Linked DNA regions of Gasterosteus aculeatus: region 1 is linked to region 2. A link is a contact called in public Hi-C data. All regions are on one chromosome and are shown on one strand. The core of a region is the stretch at or near the end of the contact, and the rest is flanking DNA. Distances in the headings are between cores, read along the strand shown.

Evidence for each region. Hi-C and Micro-C count contacts between places; a contact is called where the count stands out from the background.
Region 1: a Hi-C map of skeletal muscle shows a contact between it and region 2, with 5 times the contacts expected there. The contact joins two enhancer-like sites. A contact is called at or near these places in 3 of 6 Hi-C or Micro-C datasets (skeletal muscle, tail fin and whole body).

Annotation. Positions count from the first base shown.
Region 1 is chr7:17,254,651-17,259,359 of fGasAcu3.hap1.1, reverse strand. The region is part of intron 4 of auts2a (activator of transcription and developmental regulator AUTS2 a); the gene reads left to right. Among protein-coding and RNA genes, the nearest start is that of LOC120822077, 160 kb to the right of the region's middle. Within about 2 kb of position 2,374, at least 1 of the 9 cell types and tissues checked has open chromatin away from gene starts, as enhancers often do.
Region 2 is chr7:17,130,836-17,135,807 of fGasAcu3.hap1.1, reverse strand. auts2a (activator of transcription and developmental regulator AUTS2 a) reads left to right here. Exons shown (of 20, transcript XM_078106530.1): 7 at 4,161-4,209. All of the region lies in intron 3 of LOC120822077, which reads right to left. Among protein-coding and RNA genes, the nearest start is that of LOC120822077, 39 kb to the right of the region's middle. Within about 2 kb of position 2,472, at least 6 of the 9 cell types and tissues checked have open chromatin away from gene starts, as enhancers often do.

The DNA of each region.
Region 1 (4,709 bases), core at 1,125-3,624, 120 kb before region 2:
CCTCTGGTTGCCTGCTGAAAGTCCACGCTCAAAAGAAAGCAGAAGAAAGTCTGTCAGGAACGGGGAGGGAAGTGCCCGCGTCGTCGCTCCTTCTTGTGGGACGGGGAGAGAAAGTGCAGCGCGCACCAGAGAGCCCGACGCTCGCTCTCCGGTTCACTCTTTGTTCAGGCGCTGCTGAATTATTAACCTACGTGTTTAAAAGACCACTCGGGGGAATTTTGACATTAGCTCTTCGGAGCCCGCACTCGAGTCTTTCCGGCCTACAAAAGCTCGGCGTCCTTTCATGAAGTGCAGTGTGTACAGATGATTTTAAATGAAGCGTTATCAAGAGAGAAGTGTGCTTTTAAATGCCGGTTTCAGCCTTGTTCTTTGGCTCACAGTGTGCCCTCCTCTGAGGATCTGGGAAGAAAAAGCATTTTTCACCCAAACCCCCAAACGCTTCCCAATACTTTTAAGATTGTACCCAGCTTCACAAGTTGTCTCTGCCACGCTGCTCTCCTTTGTCTTTCAGAAGGGAAAGCAGCCTTGTGTAGTTCTCGTATGGATTCACTGAGCCTCTCCATAATTTATAATACGAGTAATCTTTACACGGTTTGAAACTGATGCTGCAGAGAGACGCTCGCTTTGTTACCATGCAACTGTTGTTCGACACAAGCTAAGGACTGGCTTTTGTTCGGTTGAAGTTGTAGTTTCTCGCTTAAAGCTTTTTTTGGAAAGCGATGTCTGCAGGAGTTGAAACACAGAGGAGTCATTTCTTGTGCGTCACGGCCTTGACAGAGTTCGTGATCGGGTGATCTCTCACTCTGAGACATTTCACAAGGTTGTGTTCCTGGTCATGGCTGTATGTTTTGTCTTTTGTCGGCGGGTAATCGTAAAAACTCATCCGAGAAAGCTTTGGATTATCTTCCGAGGTTCAGGAGGTGAGGGTGCAGTGGAGCAGGTCAGAAAAACATTGACCCAAACTAAATTCCACTCTGTTATCTGTGAAACACTGAAGCACTCGAACACTTTCCAAACAGCAGGCAACTTTGCTCTGAAACCCTTTTGTATCTTATCCGTGGGTATGCTGGACACGGCCTTCTGATTAACCCACCTTCCCTTTTTTAATTGCTAATTAGCTATAATTATGTGAGAGCTGCCTATTTTATTTATTCATTTATTTGACAGAATAATTGATAGTGGCAAAGGGGGTTTCGTGTGCTGCAGCCAACAGAAGACTACCTGCATTGACGAGTGTATGAGTTCCTGGCTTGTTTATGTAGTTCAAAGCCATTTGACACAAGCGCTGTAGCCCTGGAAAGCCGCAGAAATGCAAAGTATAATTCCCAAATGACTGCCCACCAGCATTTCTTTGATCACCTCAGTGGATTATTGTGCCACTTATTTAAAGTCTTCATCTCACACTGGCCTAATTGAGATGATTACACCAGATTTGTTCCAGAAAGTGCCTGATGTTTCGAGTGATAAACCTCAGGCTGAAAACCCAATTTTCCCCAGCAAACTCAGAAAGCCACAGGCAGACAGCCACTCCTGCAGCGCCTGCCTTTTTAAAATGGTGTTTTATTCTTCCTTTTTTTTGTTGTGTGTATGTTTCCACCAAAATTTCCACAGTGAGGTTTATAGAAATACTTTCCAGTGATTCCCCGAGGTGGGGGTTGCAAATAAAGCTATACCCCCTCTGTCTCCTTCTTTTTTGCGGCGGCGGCACGACCAGGGCTGAGCACAAAAGGGAGACAAATGGTTCGGTATCAGTCGTGATTTCCTGAATAGCCCAGTGGGAGCGCGGGAAGTCGCGGTGCGTACTGCCGATCGGTGTTGCCCTGAAACAGCAGCCACGCTGTGAGGGAGATGGCTTTTCTCTGCAACAGTGCCACTCTAAGCCACGGGTCTGCAAATGAAACGGGGGGGGGGGGGGTCCAGGCTTTACAGATTCCAGGCCACTGTCACCTCGCTGGGCATGTCTGCTGCTGTTTGTGAATTCATCTGGCCTCACGCCGTGCCAACAGAGATTTCTAAATATATGCGGCTCGTGTGATGTAGATGTGTAAACCCTGTGTAGCGTCATATGGACACAGTGTTTGCTCTGGCTTCTCTGTGGTCCTGTTGGGTGGGATCTGTCAGCATCATCTTGCATTGTTTTCCACATGAGCTTTATTGAGTTCCCAATTACAAACCCGGCCCTCTAGCCTCGCTCTCAGCGCTGCTGCTGAATTGACTTTGCTTTTTCTGCGAGGGAACGCTGATGTGTATTCAGGTCCTGCGGGCCTGCTCGGTAGGCAGACAGTGAGGCGGACTGACTCCTTCTCTCAGGCCCTGCTCCTGCAAGACCCTGCTTAACAGGCATCCGGCTTACACGCTTATTACCTGGGAGGGGAGAGCGGGCTTAGCTCTCCGCTCTCGTTGTGTCAGGCACTGAGGTGAAGGTGGACCGCTGTAGCCTATTAGCCCGGGCCGGATTGGCTCTTCCTCACTCCGTCACGAACGTTCAAGGAGAAATGTTGCTTTGGAATGTAGTGTAACGCGTAGAAATGAGCCGCGCTCTGCACACTAACGCGGTTTTCCCAGAGCTCGGCTGGCGGTCTGAGCAACAGAGGAAGGGGCACAGCGAAGGCACTTGCAGTAGGTGGAGCTCTTGCGTTGGATTTTGATGTTGGAGCTTGACTCACCTGCTCGTGAAGGACACAACAGTCGCCTTTCGGGGTGTGTATGTGTGTGCGCACACTTGCACCTCTTGAAATGGCGTTTTTGAAAATGCAAAGATAGCATATAACGAGATTTACAAGCCCTCTGTATGCACACACACACACACACACACACACACACACACACACACACACGAGTGAGAGGAACACATAAAGCACATTGTCAGCGTTGAGCTAATCAACGGCTTTTGATGGGCTGTGCAGCACTGCCAACTGTTTGTGTTTACATTAGACCTATTAAAAATGATAATGGGGCCCTGATGTTTTCAGCTGGTAGCAGTTAATGCGTGCGAGTGCACGGGAGTGAATTTGCTGGCTGCAACCGCAAGCTACCTTTCCAGTGCGCTGGAAAAAACGTGACCGTCTGCCCCATAATTCCACGCTGCTCCGCCTGTTTTTTCCTCCCCCTCCCGCACTCCCTCCTCCTCCCCCTCCTTCCTCTATCTCTCTTCCCCTTGCTCCATCTCCTCCCCGCAATCTACCGCAGGCCGTCCATCTCTCCGGCCTGTCAGCGTGCTTTTTCATTTGGCGTGTTGCTACAGGGGGCTCGACGCTGGCAGATTACAACTCGGCATCCAGTCATTTTCGATTTATCAGAGCCCCCCTCTCCCCCCACACCTCCCTCTGCCAGCCACACTCACTACCCTCGCCAACTCCCAACACACCTCCGCCCTCCCCTGTTCTCTCCCACCTTCCATATCTTCCTCTTTCGATCAGTGCAGAAAATGTGGCTCGCAAGCCCAGAGACAAAAAAAAAAACCCCGATGAAATATTGTGGCTGTGGAAGCGTTTAAGTTGGCTAGAGCTGTATTATTACTTAGGCCTCTGTCACTGGTGATGACCCAGGAGAGTGTAGAATATCGATCGCATGTCACTCAAGGCATTCAGCAGATTGCATTGACAAAGCTTGTCGGGCCCTTAATAGCAGGGTTAGCAGCCTTGGCCGGGACCCAGGAGAAAACTCTAACTGTGCCCTATTTCATGGTAGCTTTTAACCATTCCCTGGGTTCACACAGTGGATTGATAACAGCGGGGAAGTCATTTTACTCTCATAATTGCCTTCCTGTGGTTGACATTTGTGGCCCTCAGTGCCTGTAAAAGTGCCTTTCCAAGAACAGGAAAGCGAGGTCTGGCATTGTCTGACCACTTTTTGTGACAGAAAATAGCTTCACGCAAACAAAGATGTGGAACACTTAACAAAAACATTGCCAGGGAAAAAAGAGAAAAAAAATCAAAAGGACTGCACAAGTGTGATTTATGAGTTGAAGGAAGTCCATTACTCGCTAGAGGAAGCCCAGACCAAAACACAAACAGAGTAAGGGCATGGCTTGCAAAGAGGGTCATGGAGTAATTATTTTCCCCTGCCGAGATCGCTGATAGCTGCTGAAAACACCACTTGTCAGAGGAGTAGAAAAGCAACAAGATTACGATCCCAATGCAATTCTCAACATAAATAAGAGCAATAAACCACCTGAATAGTCTCTCTTTACGCTGAGCCAGGTGGAACTGGGCTGAAGGTAGAGGTTCCACCGTGTGTTGTAATGCCCTGACACGCATGTGGGGAAGCTATTTGTACCAGCAGCGTGGTCCCAGTTGGACGCTGTCAGGTCTGGAGTGGCAGGGAGTTCTGGCCCCCTTCATTTCCATAGAAGAGCTGTGACATTGGATAAAGAGAACACTGTTTATTTTCTACGGGTGTACCGAGACGATAAAAAGTTCCATCTTGTGTATAAACCACCATTCATTGAACTACTACTACAAGTGTGCGCCGTAAATGATGCTGCTGCTGCACGGAGGCTTTTCAAGTAGCTCAAACTTTCCAAAATTATTGCAAATTTTCAAGTGTCGTTTCTGACATTTATTTTATCGTCTTTCTTTCCTGCAATGATAATGTTATGATTATGCCATCCAAGTACATGTGTCTCATTACTGTGCTGGCAATGGTGAGGCTTAGTACAAAGGGTGAGCAAACTAAACGCTTTTAATAGGGCAGTGTTCTGCAAAGCC
Region 2 (4,972 bases), core at 1,223-3,722:
TGTTCAATGTCACAGAGCAGGTTCCTTTTCCATTTCCTGGCCTTTGCATATGATCCTACGGTTTGAATAATAAGGGTTTTTTTCAGTCCTTGTAAAACAAAGGCAAGGCCCTGAGTCAACAGGCAAACGTAATAAAAGCTTTTAACATATTACATTGCCAGCACTCATGTTACACTTATCAGTAATATTTTAAACAAGGGCAGATTTGGCATAATGGCAGGAAGGCGCATAAAGGCGAGCCGGTCCCCTGTGATTGTAAACTAGGAGAGAGTTCCTGTCAAATTAAACCGTGGTGGTGGGGGGTGGGGGGGCCTGTTTGCCTCTGGTTTCTTTGAAGTGGAGAATCAGTATCCAAAAAAAACAGAATAAAAGATGACAAAATGTCAGTGTGAAGCTGATGGTCTATAGACAGAACTTGCGTGCCCAGACAGCAATTACTGAGATACACAGCATACATCCAGACGTTTGATCTCAGCGCTCCATGCTCTCCCACAGGCAATGCTTTTTTTTCCCACCCAAAACTGTGCAGGGTTCTCATTTTTGATGTGTATTCATCTCCAGCGTTGTTTTATTTGAATTAAAAATAATGTGGAGTGAGCGATCCGGACGGCGATTGTTGGGCAGCGTGGCTGTAATCACAGACTGGTGGTCGCTCTCAAACCTGATAATGGCCATTTTAAAATGGAGAACAGTGGCTCGTTCATGCTGCTCGCGCACAACACCGTGGAAACAACTGTGAGCCGTTTCCTGCCGGGGGTGGACATATAAATACATATCTTGATGCTAGCGGCCATGTCAACTCTTTTTAAGCCAAACCACAATACGCCGCTCATCGCAATAACCGCTTCAAACGCAAGCATGCCTGTGATCTAATTACGTGTAACAACAGTTGGTACATTTGCAACTAATTTTAGACGGGATTTACTGCGTTGGCATGAAGCGCGGCGCTGCACAGCTACATAATGTCACTGTAGTGCATTAACAAAGAAGTTCTCCAACAGCCTATCAGCAGCAGTTAGCCGGAGGATGAATCACTTCATTGGTTTAAGTTGTTCAATGCACAGTGCACACATCTGTGAAATGTGCACCGGTGCAGAGCAGGAACCTTGAACTTGAGGAGCACAGGCCATGCAGGCGGCTGTCTCTCCCAGGCCCTTTTGTGACCACAGCCTTTGTTCTCTGAAACCGAACCAAGTGGCCAGTGAGGTGAGGGAAAAAAAATCCTCCCACCCCAAGATGGTTGTTTTTATCAAGTGTGTCCAAGCTCATTGGAACTTGAACTATATGGATAAGCACTTTTCTTCCCAATGTAAACTCCTCCGTTTAACGAGCATCTGACTGCAGTTTTGAGAAACGGGCTGTTGTGGGCACCTGTGCGGATTGGTTTCCCCTCCGTGCCTCCGTTCCAGACCAGTCAGCGCAGCCTTGGTCTCTCCGTTACCGAGGGACGGATTAGCATCTCAGCTATGAGCTAAGTCCGTTTTCTGCTCTGGGATTCCTTGGGCTGAACTGGCAGCGAGACTTTGCAACGTGACTCTATTGTACACCCATTTACCTCCCAGCCAAGCGGGGTTAATGCTCATTAGACAGGCTGTGGGATGCTACAGATCTGCACTATAAAGAGGATTTTGTACACCATTGAACCACTGTACCCCACTGAGAACCAGGGCGAAGAAGGATGAGCGCCGTTGCTTCTCGGGTGAATGCTACTTTCAGGTCTGCAGTGTGAATCCTAACAGGATGGTGTCCCATCTTATAGCTGCATGATCCCTTTTCAAACATACTAGGAAGCGACTAGGAGGTGGTCCCTTGGTGAAACCGCTGAGCTCTGCCAGCTCCAGCAGGGTTGTTTTTTTGTTTTTTTTTAGGACTCTGGGTGGGCCAGCTTAAGGAAAATCCTCCCAGGGCTTTGGTTAACAAAATTATAAACGTGGTAGATTTATGTCTGCAGTGTCAGTGAAGGAAGCTTGTTAGGCTCTTTGGCCCGTCAGGGCCGGCCGGAGAACCAAATCGAAGGCAGAAGGACCCAATGCTGCTCCATTAGCAGCTGACCTCCCTTCAGCCCAGTGGAGTGGGACACGGTCCAACGGGAGGACCAGCTTGTTGGCTGCGCATAGAGGAGCGTTTTGTTTTTTCCTCCCCTCGCGGTAGCAGCACCCTACTGGGGAATTCATCGGGGGCTGACATCATCTCACTCCGAGTGAGAGAAAGAACATCTTTCTGCCTTCGCTGTCCCCGCCCTCCTTGCTCTCTCTTCTTCCTCCCGTTGTCTCCCTCTCTCTCTCTCTCTCTCTCTCTCTCTCTCCCTCCCTCCCTCTCGCTCTCCCTCTCGCTGCCTCCTTATCAAGCTGTAGTTCGCTGCCGCCTCTCCTTTTGCGCGCCATTTACGCAAACGGTAAACCCGCTCGTGTGCGATTGACTGAGGTCGAATCCGAGTCCGTCTGGAAACCAGGAAGTAGGAGGAACCGACCGTGGGCGCAGCGGCACTCCGGCACTGGGCCGCTGGATGAATGGGAGTTTGTCTGCGTCTGGGTAGCGGATGGGGAGAGGCTCTTTTGCGCCTACGACCGGGATCCGTCAGAGAGCGCGCGGCGGCTCGTTCCGTGTGAAGTTGTGGCCCGTGCGCGTGTGATCTGGCTGCGTCTCTCGTCTCCACGGAGGGAACCGGCCGTGCGCGTCGTTGGATCGGTTTTATCCCTCGGACGCAGCGCCTCCGTCTGCGCGCGCCGGCTCGCGGAGCCTCTGGGATCTTGTTGGTTTCCCCTCACGGATTTTCCCGACAGGAGAATATTTACCTGAAAGCCAGATCACATTGTGTCCAAATGAAGGACAGAAAGGTGGATGAAGGGATGTTTGCTCGCTCTCCTCAGTGCTGATGCAGTCGCTGTCCGTGGCGAGACGCATGGTTCTCTTTGTCCAAAAGGCGCAGTAGCTTTGTGAACGACTTTGGATTTTTTTTCTTCTTTTCTTGGAAAGGCTTCTTCTTTCTCCGCATGGCTGTCCTCGATCCAACCGGAGTAGACTTCGCTGCATCTTGTGTGGATTACATCATTTGAAAAAAAAGCAGAATGTGAAACGAGGTCATATTTACCAGCCCGAGAAAGTAACAGCCGGACTTATTTGCCTTCTCGCTCACATCAAAGGTATGCGAGCCGCTTGTGATCTTAGATCGCATTGTGCGTTTCCCCGCGCTGTCATTTATTCAGCAGCTTCCATTGTTTACATGCTGTCAGTGTTGCATTAGTGAGTGCATGGCCGATCCGTGACAAGCTCCTTCAGCATTTCTATCGTTGTCCGTTGGCATGTTTTTTGTTCATTTTTATGTTATATTACATAACTTGGCTCATCCTGCACCTCCTAACGGCGTGGTTGGTGTTGCACGGGTCACATAAGCTGTCACTGGACGTCGATTTTGGAATATTCAGTCATTATATTACATTAAAATGCGTGCGATGTTGTATTCTGAGGTGCAAAATTAAGCACAAAACAGACCCGAGGAGAGGAAATCCACGTAGCGAGTTATCAGACATTCATTTTATTCACAAAAGCTCTTCTCTCCATTTGCAGCTCAGCGGGTGTTGTCTCGTTTTCTTTACTTTGCTCTCAAGCTGCATTTACTTTGTGATAACAATTATATTCTTTCACCTTTCACCAATTGCGCGAAAAAAACTGACTCTCTGACTCTAAAAGCTTTTAAAAACGTCGTATAGTTTCCCCGTGACGCTCAGCAGGAGGGATGCAGGTGCGCTCACACGGAGCAACAGCGCCTCCAAGTGGCGAGACTAAGAAGAGACGCTTGTTTTCTTCAGCGTGAGACACAGTGTCGGTTTGGATTATGATGCTCACGTTACCCAACTAATTATGGATTAGGGATCATTTTGAGCCGCCCCCCCATAATTGGTTTTAAATTTGACCTTGAAGATTTCAAATTGAGAACATAGATTAAAATGATCATAACCTTTACATTAAAACCTCAGCAAACCGAAGTGAATTTAAGGATTATAAGGTTTCGTTTGTACTGGAAAGTTTATTAATTCAAGCATCGTAATTATTTACCATAACCCCTGTAAAATCAGTCGTCTTAAAGTGAGGTTTGGAAGTTTATGTAAAATAATATGGCACTGTGATATTTGATTAATTCCAGTCTTTATTTTTTTCAGATCTCCGATGCCAGTTCCGAGAAATTTTTCAACACAGCTGCAGTTAAAGGTACAGACATTTTGTGTTTCTACGGTGGTGAAATAATAATAATGTGACGTTGCAGGTGTATTGCCATTCCCCTTGGTATTAATACCGTGTCAAAATTGCTACGTGCATACATTCATGTTTGGTTGTTTAATAACGCAGCGCCTCCATGAAGCTGATCCAATTTACCCATCGCTGTGTCGGCTCTGAGATGAAAATTTCTCTCTCTCTTTCTCTGCCGGTATTTCATTTGATGGAAACATTTAAAAGTGCAAACTTAAAAGAGGCTACGTTGGCTGTTGAAGTTCCAGATGTGAAACATGAAGCAAAGTTGCGTTGCTGTTGGAGAGACTTTGCTGCGATGTGCCGGGATGCACCAAGACCTGAGCCGGCGGAGGAGGCTGTACTAATGCTGCAGGGAATGAAGGCCGGTTAAGAGAGGCATCCATTTATGGCCTCAGTGGGCCAACACCACATGTGACCTCATTATCAAGTCACTAATTTGCTGTTAAAAGCAGCCCCCATTTTCTCCGGCTCGAGGATAATGGTGGTCCCCCCCGCGTGAATGGACATTCCTCCGTAATGGGGGGGAGTTACCATGCAAGGCAGGAGGGAGGCTCGCAGACGAGGGTTATGACCCCTTCGGGGGCTGTGGCAGGAACGAGGCCGGCTGCCGATGAAAGGTCCGTCAACACCCCCACCCTCTTCCTCGTAGCGCCCCGCTCTGCGCAGCGCCGGCCTCCAAACACATTTCCCACATTCTGGCCTTTGATTCTCTCCTGGGCTT